Regions from separate parts of the Mus musculus genome. Here region 2 is linked to region 1. A link is a contact called in public promoter capture Hi-C data. All regions are on one chromosome and are shown on one strand. The core of a region is the stretch at or near the end of the contact, and the rest is flanking DNA. Distances in the headings are between cores, read along the strand shown.

Region 1 (6,445 bases), core at 1,304-3,803:
CATCACCACACACAGGGCCCAGCCTCTCTGCTCAGGGTCGGCGTTGTTGTCTATGACAAATTGCATGGCTTTCTACAGTACACATGCTTTCTGTTCTTCCGGAAGCGTTGCTCACGGAGCTTTCCTGTTCTCGGTCTTCTAGTTCAGCTGCAGACTCTGTTGTGTGTCTCAGTGGGATTTTGACCATCCTCATTACTCCCCTTTACAGAAAGTGTTCCACGGCACTACTGTGCAAGTTAGGTTTTGTGGTTAATAAATTACCACTTACTGAAATTGTTTAAAATACATTTCTTCCCAATTAATAGTACATGTTTGAATTGTATATCTACATTGCGTACCTATATTCACAAGCAGTGCCTAAGACATCATATGCCTTCAGTAAACTGTTAAGCCAGCCTTGAGAAAGACAGTCACTTGAAAAATTTTTATTCAGTCTGCCAGCTGCAGTGGATGCAAAGCATGGAGTTTCCTGAAGAGGCTAAAGGAGGAAACAACATTTAATTCATATATGGTCTCAGAAAAATTTCCAAAAGAGGGCTGGAGAGATAGATGGCTCAGTGGTTAAGAGCACTGGCTGCTCTTCCAGAGGTCCTGAGTTCAATTCCCAGCAACCACACGGTGGCTCATAACCACCTGTAATGGGATCCGGTGCCCTCTTCTGGTGTGTCTGAAGACAGCTACAGCGACAGTGTACTCACATACATAAAATAAGTAAATCTTTAAAAAAATTCCAAAAGAATTAGAAAGCAAGAAAAAGGAATTGCATATTTAAAATAATCAATCTATTTTTATGCCAAAAGTGGTTTCTGAGTCAGCTATGGGCCACAGTAACTATCTCCAACTTGAGTCTAAAGTCAGTGAAATAAACACGGAGCTCAGTTGATTGAAAAGAAAATGATGAGAAACAAGCTAATGAAATAAAGGCAAGCTCTCACTGTATAGGCAACAGCTTCCATCATTTCTTGTAAAGAAGCAGGGACTGAGAAACTTCAGGAGACCAAGGAGAACAAAGCCAGTTTTGGCGGAGAAGGGGCCGGGGGCGGGGCCGGGGCGGAGCTAGTAGAAGCGAAGGGGCGGGGTAGAGGAGAAGGCAGTAGGGACAGAAGGAACTCTGAGACAGCTGAGCCAGGAGAAGCTGAGCTGAGTAGACAGGCAGAGCCGATGTTATAGCTTGGAGCGGTTAGAATGGGGAAAGCCGGAGAAGGACTGTTTACGCTGTTGGAAAACTGAGGGAGGAGTGGCCGGGAGAAATGTTTGAAGGGGCCTGGGCTGGAAACTGGAAGGAGGGAGTTAAGAGAATGGGTTATGCTGTGAAACAGCCAGCCATTTACATCTAGAATTACTACTACGTTGATCAATGGTAATATATTTAACTTTTCTAAGAGCAACTTTAAAAAATACACAGCTGTCCGCTTTGTATTCTTGCCATCAACATGCGATAGTTCAGTTCTCACATGTTATCATTTTCCCCCCACAAGGTAATTTGCCTATATCCATTTCTTTAAAAAAAATTCTAAAGATAAACATGTCCATGTTTGCTACTCTTATTTCTATTGAAATTGCTGAACCATGTTTGAATCTTCACTCCTTTTAAAAAGTTGGCTCTTGTGCTGGGGTTTATGAGTTTTCAAGGGCTGGCAAGGTGGCTCAGCAGGTAAACACTCCTGTTGCCCAGCCTGACAACCTGAGTTGGGTCCCCTGCACCCACATAGTGACTGCAAGGAGATTTACTCCTGTACGCTGTCCTATGACTTCCTCATTTGCGCTGTAACTGTGAGACCCCGAGCGTTCCCCCAAGCCCGTTTTCCCCGATCTCTGGGGATACAGCCAGAAAGAAGCTCTTTGTTCTCTATAGCCAGCAAAAAGCTTTTTTTTTTTTTTTTTTTTTTTTTTTCTGTGCCTTACAACCAGAGATGCGATAATTGTAGGAAGACCTAGCCAGGCCCTTGCTTGGCTCCCTGTGCCAAGGACACGGAGATAGACACAGGAGAGGAGCTATAGCTCACTCCCCCACCTCGCCAGAGAAGAACTGTTGCCAACTCTCCTCCCAACTCCTCCCAATTCCTCACTTTTCCTTTAAAAGACCCCCCCCCTACTGTTACCTCTGGGGGCCGAACTCCCCTGCCCTGCGCGGTCCTCAGCTAGCTGACAATAAAGCCTCTTGTGGTTTTGCATCAGGTGTGGTTTTATTGGGGTGCCAGCTCATCCCGGGACTTGAGCGGAGGTCTCCCCAGTTTCGGGGGTCTCACATAACATGCACGCACGCTCCCCACGCATGCATGAACACACCAATAAATGATTTATTTTATTTATTTATTTATTTTAGTATTTTGGAAAGTTTATTTATTCACTCACTTATTTATTTATTTATTTATTTATTTATGGATGTTTTCTCTGCATGTTTTGTCTGTGTACCTTGTACATGCAGTGCTCGAGGACGCCACGAGAGAGCGACGGGTCCTCCGGAGCTGGAGCAACTACGGTTTTGAGCTCCGCAGTTAGTAGCGCTCTCCGCACCACGTCATCTCTCCAGCGCCAAAGCCTATACGTCCTAAGGCAGACATCCTCCAATGTAAAGACGTTGCTGTCCAAGACTTTCTTAGGGAGTATGGGAAATGAAAAACAACAGGGAAATCCAATACGGGAGGATGGTGCTCCTCCCCTAGCTTCGGGACCGGCCACCCGCGCCTCTGCATCCTCACTTCCGTTACCACTGAGGGAGCCGAGCGTCACGCACGGTTTCTCCACGCGGAATTCTGGGAACTCGTCGGCTTCAGGCTAGCCTGTAGCCATCTGTCCCCCTGGATTTGAGTTATTTTAGCCAGGAACCTCCAGAATGACCCGCTAGATGCTTCTGAGATCGACAGCAATTGCGTCTCGGGTGAAAAGGAAGGAGCGAGGTTTGAAAGGTAAGGAGCAGCGGCGAGCTCCGGAGGGAGCGTCCTGGTGCCTGCAGGCCCTCGGCGCGAGCGGCTTCTGCAGTGCCCCCGCCCCGCCCCGTCCCCGCAGCCCCCTCTCCCTGCCTGCAGCCCTCTCTCTCCCATTCCGCAGCTCCCCTCCCCTCCTGCCCGCAGCCCTCTCCTGCCTTCAATCTCCTTCTCTGGTCCTGCAGCCCTTTCTTGCAACCCACTCTCCCTGCCCTCAGACCCCCTCTTCCGGCCCGCAGCAGCCCTCCCGCCTGCAGCAGCCCTCCCCTTCTGCAGTTTCCCTCTCCCCTCGTTACCCCCCTCCCTCCCTGCAGCCCTCTTTTCCTCTCTGAAGCCCCCTCTCCCTTCCTGTAGTCCCCCTCACTCCTGCAGCCACCTCCCTCCTGCAGCCCCCCTCTCCGCCTGCGGCCACCGCTCCCCTTCTGCAGCTCCCTCCCTGCTCCCGCGGCGCCCACCTTCTCCACCCCCTAGTCGGCTCTGCTTCTGCCCCTGCCGCACTAGCAGATCTCTCTGTGCATATCTTGGGTGTTCTGCAAAAGACAGACATTAGACCTTCCTAGTAGCATACTTGGAGAGAAAAAAAAAAAAAAAAGGATGGTGAAACACTCAAAACTGCCTGGCATGCAGGTCTCATGGAGAGACCATAGTAATACTTCATCCAGTTCTTGGCCGTCACAGTTGTGACCCATCTATGACCTTTAGAGGAAGGAGCTGGCTGCTTGCAGCAGGTACTGGGGCAGGAACTGTGAGATGTAATGTAGGGAATTTTATAATTTTACAATTTTTGGTTTCCCTGCAGCCCTGACTTCCCAAAAAGCAGTGCTGGAAGCCATAAGTGACTAAGATTGGCTGACGCTGGAGGATGTGTGGGTCGTACACCTGGGATTAACTTTTATTAGAGGTGAGTCTATACAGAGTGTTGTGCCCAGATGGCAGAAACCCCGAAGAGACCACCAGGCACCACAACTCGGAAGCAAGCACACGAACATCCTTGTCCTACTTTGAACTTGGGCCACAGACCTTCCCGATGGGACAGGAAGGAGAGTGACCCCCAGCACTAGGTGAAGGGATGGATAAAGGAAAAAAAAAAAACCCACAAGCGGGGGTTTCTAAGCCTTGGCACTGCATGAGAGGGTAAAAGAGTTTTCTTTCCAAGAACCCAAGGGTGGGGGCCATATCCCAGGCTAGCCTCTGACAATAGGCTGTTCAAACCCACATTTTACTGGTCCAAGCTCCCAGAGGAAGCCAGCCAGTATCATGAATATAGGTTAGCACTGGCTTGCAGGGATCTTGAGAGCGGGCTTTGTACATTTATTGAGACCTGTGTGTGTGTACGTGTGTGTGTACATGTGTGTGTGTGTACATGTATGGACGCCGGATGTCAACCTCGGGTTCCCAGGAACCATCCACTGTTTTTCTGTTTAATATTTATGTAGGGGTGGAAAACGTGAGTTGCGGTGTGGGTGTGGCGATTAGAAGACCACGCTGGGGAGATGCTGCCCATCTACCATCCTGTGTATCCTGAGGACCAAACTCGGGCTTGGTGGTAAAAGCTTTTATCCACCAAATCCTCCCTCGTGGACTTCGAGATTGCCTAATTAGGTGAGGCCAGCTGACCAAGAAGCAGGAGAGATGCCATTATCTGCCTTCGCAGAACTGGCTTTATAGATCTGTGTGTGCCACTGGCATGCAGCCCCCTCCTCCCCAACCCCTGACTTTTCAAGTAAAATGTGCCCTTGGGATGAAACGCAGGTCTTTGTGCTTTGCCCAGCAAGCTCTTTACCAACTAAGCCATCTCCCCAGTCCCTGGTATTAGGTTTTTAAAAAAAGTTGTTTTCACCAATTCTTTTTTTTTTTTTAACTTTTTTTCCCCCAAAGATTTATTTATTATTATATGCAAGTACACTGTAGTTGTCTTCAGACTCACCAGAAGAGGGTGTCAGATCTCATTATGGGTGGTTGTGAGCCACCATGTGGTTGCTGGGATTTGAACTGAGGACCTTCGGAAGAGCAGTCAGTGCTCTTACCCATTGAGCCATCTCACCAGCCCTGTTTTCACCAATTCTGGTATTTCCAAATAACTTTTTTTTTTTTTTAACATTATAGACATGGAGATGTCTAAAATTACAGATCATGTTAAAAAAAAAAAAACAGAACTGTTACAACTTTAGTATGCAACTGGAACAATGGCTCTTTTAGTTTGGTTCTGTCAGGTTTTCTTGGGTAAGTTTCTTTTAAATGGCAGCTGTGTTCCTTGGACTGGGCTGTCCCATGCAGCAGTTTAGAAACTCACCGTGAACCAGCAGAGAGAATTTCCTCTCCTGGGACAGTACCCAGGCTCAAACCCTGCCCATCTAACTGAGAACTCCTGCACGTACACCCCAAACCCTGCCCATCTAACTGAGAACTCCTGCACGTACACCCCAAACCCTGCCCATCTAACTGAGAACTCCTGCACGTACACCCCAAACCCTGCCCATCTAACTGAGAACTCCTGCACGTACACCCCTGCAGTCTGCATCCCAGGTGACTCCCACACAGGTCACATGTAAACAGTTCAGGGAAGGGTCTCATCTCAAAATTCAGGCTCAGAAGGGTCACCATGCTGCCTGGCACAGATAAAATGGTGTGGGGTACCCTGTACTCACAGCACTGTGATCCCCCCCTCCCCCCGACCACCACTACCTTGCTTAATGAATATTGTCAACAGTCACAGCTGCTAAAAATCCCAAGCAACGTGAGGCAATGGTGTGTTCCCGACATGCTCCTTGTAGGCTCCCGAGAGTGGATGTATTGCTTTGCGTGTACTAGTGTACTCCCTCCCATCAGGAGTGGGACGCCCACCCAGTACCCATTACAGTGAATTAGCATTAGATGCTATTTCCACGTTTACCATCCTCACCATTATCGCCACTGGAAGTTTAAAACGTTGAGAAAATTGCAAAAAATTAGTACAAGGAGATCTGGTCTGCTGTGCTTGGGCACAGTGTTCTGTGACGAGCTCCTATGTGGAGTTCCTATCGTCCACGCCACCGTTGTCATCCTCTGACCGTAGGCCGCAAGGAACACGCACCCGACTATCTGACAAGGGTCAGCCGCGTGGTCAGTGGCACTGACGAGACTTCTCCTTTCCCATTTCTGTCTTTTCAGGTCTGCACCTCCTGGAAGGAAGGGTAAAAAAGTGAGCGGGCCCATGGTAAGTAGAGCTCGCCCTATTTGTTGTCAGAATGTAACGGGGTCCTCTCAAGCTAGAGGATTGTTCTCCTGTAAGGAGACTCAACGCATTCGAGAGCTGACAAGGTGGCTCAGGGGTTAAGGTGCATGCCTCCAGGCCTGATGACCTAAGTCTGATCCCCAAGATCTACATGGTGGACGAAGAGAACCAACCTCCACAAGTTATCCGCCGTCTTTTACACAAGCACTGTCACACACACATGTGCACACGAGAGCGCACACAGGCAATGAGTAAGTGTGATTTTAAAAATAGGTTGTATGAAAGCACTTGATGTCTTGAGGAT
Region 2 (6,942 bases), core at 270-2,769, 50 kb before region 1:
TTTTTTGAGACAGGGTCTTATGTAGCCTAGGCTAGCCTGGAACTCACAGTGCAGCTGAGGCTGGTGGAGCGCTGGGATTACAGTCCTGCAGCATGCAAAAACATTTTAAAAAATTTACATAGTTGCCAAGTATGGTTGTGCACGCCTTTAACCCCAGCACTCAGGAGGCAGAGATGGGTGGGTCTCTGTGAGTTTGAGGCTAGCCTGGTCTACACTTGAAAGTTGCAGGCCAGCTAGGCTAAACAGTGAGATCCTGTCTCGAAATCAAAATCTTTCTGACTGCATTTTATATACTGTGTTGTAGAGGAAGCGTGGCATGAGGATGCTACCCCCAGGACATGCGTGTCGGTCAGAGGGCAAGTTTTAGAAGTCAATTCTTTTGGGAATCAAATTTAGATTGTCAGGCTTGTTAGCAAACACAGGTGTACACACACACACACACACACACACACACACACACACTTCTTAGATATTGAAATCTGGTGCAGAGGAGCACAAGCAGTTGCCAACTCGAGGACACACAGATACCAAACTGCATCCAACGATGAGCAAATACACACAGATTAAGCCTTGTGCAAGAGCGGTTTGCTTCATATCCTTCTAATTTGTCCTTCACAGCCCATCCATACTCAAGTGAGTAAATCCCTGTAGAAGAGGGTTCAAAGATGGAGCTAAGGTCCTTTCCAGCTCTGGGGAGAGCCCCGATTGCTCCCCAGAAATGCCCTCAATGAGGGGGTGGGAGGGAGAGAAAGGAAGACCTGTGCCAGAGGAGATGACAGTGATGGGGTGAAGAGGGAATGAGAATGGGAGTACTATGGTCTCCACCATCCCAGGATTCAAGACAGCATGCCTCCAGCCCTCCTCCCTCAGATGTAGGGATCCAGACCCCAGCCCTCCTCCCTCAGACCCAGGGCTCCAGACCCCAGCCCTCCTCCCTCAGACTCAGGGCTCCAGACCCCAGCCCTCCTCCCTCAGACCCAGGGCTCCAGATCCCAGCCCTCCTCCCTCAGACCCAGGGCTCCAGACACCAGCCCTCCTCCCTCAGACTCAGGGCTCCAGACCCCAGCCCTCCTCCCTCAGACCCAGGGGTCCAGACCCCAGCCCTCCTCCCTCAGACCCAGGGCTCCAGACATCAGCACTCTCCCCTCAGACCCAGGGATCCAGATGTCAGCCCTCCTCCCTCAGACCCAGGAGTGCAGGCTCCACCTCTCCTTCATCAGACCCAGGATCTAGGCCTAGCCCTTCTCCCTCAGATCCAGGGGTCCAGACCCAAGCCTCTTCCCTCAGACCCAGGAGTCTAAACCCCAGCTCTCCTTCCTCAGATCCAGGGGTCCAAGCCTAGCCCTTCTCCCTCAGAGCCAGGAGTCCTGGCTCAGGCTCTTCGGCCCATTGGATTCAGCCTATGCAGGTACCTGTCAGGCAGAGCAGGCTCCCGAGGAAGCAGTGCAGGAAGGTCCTGGGGATCCCCATGGCGGCCTGTGGAGCTGAGATCTGACTCTGAGGACAGCTCCTTCCACTCTGGCTTGCAGTTGGGCTGGTTCTCCCTGCTGATCCCCAGGCATCCTGGCCACCCAGCCTGGCCAGGATTCCAGGATTCTCCACCCCACCCTTCCGCCCTCCTTCACGTGGGCTGTGTCCTTCTAGGTAATCATGGTGGAGCTGCCGGATTAAGAGGGTGGGGACTCAGGCTCCTGGGCCCTGAGGAAGGCATTAGGGGGCCTGGAGCTTAGACTTTGGGGGTGATTTGTATGTCGCAGGTCTGTTGGTATCATCCCTTCTACATTCTGTGATGGTCTGTGGTCTGTCCCTGATTCCTGCCCCTTTCCCACCTCCCTACTCCAGCTCTTAGCACTCACGCAGACACGGGCTTGTAATCCCGAGACTGAATATCTGGAGGAGACACTCAGACATCCTCTCTCTCCAGAGTCTCTGACCCCATCCGCTGCCTCCACTGCCTCTCTTCAGCTGCCAGCGGCTACCTGTTCCCCTCTCTGCCTGTCACTTCTGATCACATAGGATGGGCAGAGGTTTCTCTCTCCTATTGGACTGGGGACGCCTCTGCAGCCTCCACGGATGTCTGTAACAAGAAATGAATGAATGGAGAATGAATGAGTGAATAAATGAATGAAGCAAGAGAGGGAGAGGAATAGAAGACGATCACCCACAGACGCAGAATGGCAGGTTGGGTTGTGGCTCAGTAGGCAGAGCACTTGTCTAGCAAACATAAAGCCCTGGGTCCCACCTCCAGCGCTCCATAAAGCAGGTGTTCGGGCCTGTCAACCCAGTGCTTGGAGGCAGAGACAATAGGATCAGATATTCAAGGTCATCCTGCTACTTAGTGAGTTTGAGACCTGAGCCATATGAGACCCTATCTCAAAACAAACAAATTCAAGCAAAAATGTAAAAGAAAGGTTGGGAAAGTAGTTTAGTCAGTAGAGTGCTTTCCTAACATCTGGAAAGTCCTGAGTTCGAGCCCCAGCATGGCATAAAAGTGGGCAAGAGGGTTTCACACAGCCAGTCTGGGATACAAGAGATCTTGTCTTAAAAAAAAAAAAAGAGAGAGAGATACAGAAGAATCAAGATGGTTCACTTGGTAAAAGTGACTGTCACCAAACCTGATGGCCTGAGTTCAATTTTCTAGCCCCACATGGTGGGAGAGGAGAAACAACAGTCACGGGTTGTTGTCTGAGCTTTTATACATAGCACATTCTGTGCGCAAACACAAATGCAAACACACACACTGGCTAACTTTTTTTTTTAAGTTAAAAAGAGATACAAGAAGACACAATCCTGAGTCAGGCAGTGGTGGTGCACGCCTTTAATCCCAGCACTTGGGAGGCAGACACAGGCAGATTTCTGAGTTCGAGGCCAGCCTGGTCTACAGAGTGAGTTCCAGGACAACCAGGGCTACACAGAGAAACCCTGTCTCTGGGAGAAAAAAAAAAAAGACACAATCCTGTGTGGACAGATGTAAATGAAGACACATAGACAAGCTCAGAGGGGAGGAGAGACACCCTAATAGACAGGATGCGCCCACAGACAGTGTTGATACACCCTTATTAAATAAATGGAGAACCGCCTGCTTCCTCAATACCTATAATTAAAACTGATGGAGATTTGATAGCGAGAAGCCTGTTTGAGGAAATTCCTGAATTAGTGATTGAGGCGAGGGCAGAGGGGCAGGGAATGATTTGATTGACACCAGGCCTGTCAGCTCTGACACCTTCCTCTCTTCCAGGGTCACTGAAGACAGAGTTAAGGGAGCTGGGCATAGTGGCCCAGCCCATCACTGCAGCACTGGATGGAGGCAAGAAAGTCAGAATTTAAGGTCCTGCTGGCGACACAAGGGGTTCGAAGCCAGCCTATGCTACAGGAGACTCTGTCTCAAAACAAAAACAATCAATGAAACGTCTGCCATGCAAGTGTGAACTCTGGGATCCACGCACTTGGCAGAACATCAAGAGCAGCAGCTCAAATCCAATACTGGACCACCAGAGGCAGGAGGATCCCTGAGGCTCAAAGAGCAGCCAGCTTAGTTGACTGGGTGAGCACATAGACACACAAACACACACACATACAGACACAGACACACACATACATATGTTACACATACCAAGCCCCCTACCCTCTACCCTTTCTACACACTTATACATACAAGACTTTGTGGGCTTTATATGTAACATCTATCCATCCATCCATCTATCATCTATCCATTCATCTGTCCATCTATCATTTATCCATCCGTCTGTCTGTCTGTCTATCTATCTATCTATCTATCTATCTATCTATCTATCTATCTATCTAATAAGGATGGGTGTTTTCCTGCACTGTGTGCATGCAGTGTGTGTGGAGACCAGAAGAGGACACCAGGCCCCTGGAACTGGAGCTACAGACAGTAGTGAGTAGTGTAGGTGCTGAGATTCGAACCCTCATCCTCTAAAAGAGCAGCAGTGCTCTTAACCACTGAGCCATCTCTTCAGGCCCGACCTTGTATCTTTTAACGTTTATTTTTATTGTATGTGTGAGCAGAAGACACATGTGTGCAGATGCCCACATGTGTGCAGGGCCAGAAGAGGGCGCCAGATCCTCTGGAGCTGGAGTTACAGTTGTTGGTGAGCTGGGAATCGAACCTCTGCAGGAGCAGTGTGAGCACTTAACAGACATCTCTCAGGGCCCACAAAAGCCTTGTAATTTCAATTTCTTTCTCAGTCCCTCTGGAGGGAAGATGAGTCTTCTATTGGCCTCAGTCTAGTTTTCAGGCTAATAACCTCCCTGTCTCTCTCTCTCTCTCTGTGTCTCTCTGTCTCTGTCTCTGTCTCTGTCTCTGTCTCTGTCTCTGTCTCTCCCTCCCTCCCACCCTCCTTCCCTCCCTCCCTCCCTCCCTCTCTTACCCACTCCCCAAGGGGCCTGGGAGCTGTGTCTTTGAAACACAGTCACCAGGGGTGATGGCACCTTTATCTGCCAATCTCTGTGGCAGGTAGGATCCTGATGTTGATAATCCACAATGAGCAGGCACGGTTGGCCTAATGGGAGAGAGAACGTTTTGCAGTCTCAGGAAAAAGTCCATGTACTCAGCAGAGTCCCTGGAGCAGCCTTCCATTCCAGATTAAGCACCTCCCACCTTCTACCCTTTGTTTTAAAGGAACTGGGTCTAATTCTCATTTAAGGCAATAGTATTAGAAAATATTTCCCCTTTGTGTCAAAAAACAAAACAACACAAACGAGGTTTTTGTTTGTTTGTTTTTTGTTTTGTTTTGTTTTATGAATCAGGAAGCTATGTATCCCAGTGAGATCTGGAACTTCATGTGTAGACCAGGCTGGCTTCGAACTTACAGAGTTCCACCTGCCACAGCTTCCAGAGTGGCAGCATTAGAGGTGTGCACAACCACGCTGACTCAACATTTTTTATTATGTCTGTTTACTCTGTGTGTGTGGGGGGGTGCGGTGTGAAATGTGTGTGCCTGTACATGATATGCGTGTAATACGTGTTAGGGTATGGTATGTGCGTGTGTACATTTGTGCACATGATTTCAGAGGAGGTGTGCATACACATATATGTGTTCATACACGCAGAAATCAGCGTGTCTAGGCTGCCTGGCCAGGCAGTCTCCGGCATCCTCCTGTCTCTAACTTCTTAGCACTGGGATCACGCCACACCCAGCTCCCTCTTTACAATGCTTCTGAAGATTCAACCCAGGTCTTCATGCTTGTGTTACGGTAAGCACTTTATGTATCACCCAGCCCTGTGTCAGGGTGTTCCCGTGTGGGCCAAGCTGGCCACAAACTCCCGACGTAGCCATGGATGACTTTGAACTCCCGTCTTCACCTCCCAAGTGCTAGGACTACAGGCTTGCACCACCAGGCCTCCAGCAGGTGCATGTTTTCTGAGGGAGACACGGAGCCCTTGTGGGCAGTCACAGACACTGGCTCCCCTGCTCTCCTGTTATCGGGCTTCTGCCCCTCCCATTAGTCCTCATTTCCCAGAACCTGTTTGGCATCCGTGTTGTTCATCCTGCTTCTCTGGTCCCTGCTGGGAAGGGTGGATGGAGTCTGGGCCCTCTAAGAAGTGGAATCTAGCTGGGAAGTACAGGACACTGGGTTTTGCACTTACTGTGGAAGGTGGCAGAATTGAAGGATGGAAGCTGAGAGAGTCGTGTGTGTGTGTGTGTGTGTGTGTGTGTGTGTATGTAATATTGTATATGTGTGTATGTGATCTTGTGTGTGATCTTGTGAGTGTTCTTGACTGATAGCCTCAGGGACTTGTTGAAGATGTTGAGGTGTCACATGGGGAATTCTCCATTATGGGAGGCAATGTTTACAGGTGGCAATGATTCCAAAGTGCCCTACTGGGATTCCTAGGGAGTTCACCACCCTCCCCATAGCCCTCTGAAGAGGTGAGAGCCCCACCCACACCCCTAGCATTAGATGAAAAGTTCAGGAATCTGTCAGTCAAACCAAAATAAACCTAATGACCAGGGCTTAGGTCACAAGACAAAAAGAACAACAAATTCTGTTGAATCTGATCCCCGGAGTCCATGTGATGGAAGGAGAGAACCAACTCCCACAATTTGTCCTCTGATCTGACCTCAACACAGTACTGTGGCATGACATCTTGCCACTTAAGTAAGTGAATCAATAAACACAAGAAGTATTAAAGCTGCGTAGAAGCCAGACAGTGCTAGTGCACAGCTTTAACCCCAGTACTTGGGAAGTAAAGGCAGGCAGATCTTTGTGAGTTCAAGGCCAGTCTGGTCAGCAGAGTGAGTTCCAGGACGGCGGTGGCTACTTCTGAGAAACTCTGTCTCAAAAAAAAAAATCAAAGAAGAAGAAGAAGAAGAAGGAGAAGGAGGAGAAGGAGAAGGAGAAGGAGAAGAGAAGGAGAAGGAGAAGGAGAAGGAGAAGGAGAAGGAGAAGGAGAAGGAGAAGGAGAAGGAGAAGGAGAAGGAGGAGAAGAGAAAGAAGAGAAGGAGGAGGAGGAAGAGGAGGAGGAAAGCAACTGAGGAAGATACCCAGTGTTGTCTCTGATTCCAAATTCACCCACAACTGGTGGTAATGTGCAGAGAATGAGACTGTAGGGTGCTCAGCCCTAACTGGCACATCTGAATCTCATTGCTTCCTTCAACAGCTCAGGGGCCTACCTACGCAGAAGAGGACGGAAGAGCATAAGAGCCAGAGAGAGTGGAGATCACCAAGGAAACAGCATTTCCCAGACACAGCAGGGCATATATGAACTCACAATGGCACGACAGCAAACTCAAGCCAGACAAAAATCTCAGCACAGAAAGGGAGAGATGGGCACAGGGCTTCAGCCCTCGCAGAGGAGCCGTTAGCATTTGATAGGTTCTGGGAGAGCGAGAGTCAGTTTTCTTTAATGACATAACCCCTGGGAAGGCAATCATGCTCCCTGCACATTTTCAAATATCTGTTCTCCAGACTAATATT

Evidence for each region. Capture Hi-C pulls out chosen DNA fragments and counts their contacts.
Region 2: a promoter capture Hi-C map of adipose tissue shows a contact between it and region 1. The contact joins the promoter of Lypd5 here to the promoter of Zfp61 in region 1. A contact is called at or near these places in 2 of 484 Hi-C or Micro-C datasets (ECoMG myeloid progenitors and morula), 2 of 115 datasets of contacts at active chromatin or transcription factors (double positive thymocytes and embryonic stem cells) and 3 of 9 other capture datasets (adipose tissue, liver and pancreatic islet).

What each region holds. Positions count from the first base shown.
Region 1 is chr7:24,295,657-24,302,101 of GRCm38.p6, reverse strand. It overlaps Zfp61 (zinc finger protein 61), which reads left to right and starts at 2,553. Exons shown (of 7, transcript NM_009561.2): 1 at 2,553-2,909; 2 at 3,727-3,828; 3 at 4,364-4,529; 4 at 6,078-6,123. The coding sequence starts at 6,121. Zfp94 (zinc finger protein 94) reads left to right here. Exons shown (of 6, transcript NM_001199321.1): 6 at 1-398.
Region 2 is chr7:24,343,773-24,350,714 of GRCm38.p6, reverse strand. Lypd5 (Ly6/Plaur domain containing 5) reads right to left here and starts at 1,519. Exons shown (of 5, transcript NM_029806.2): 1 at 1,413-1,519. The coding sequence starts at 1,470.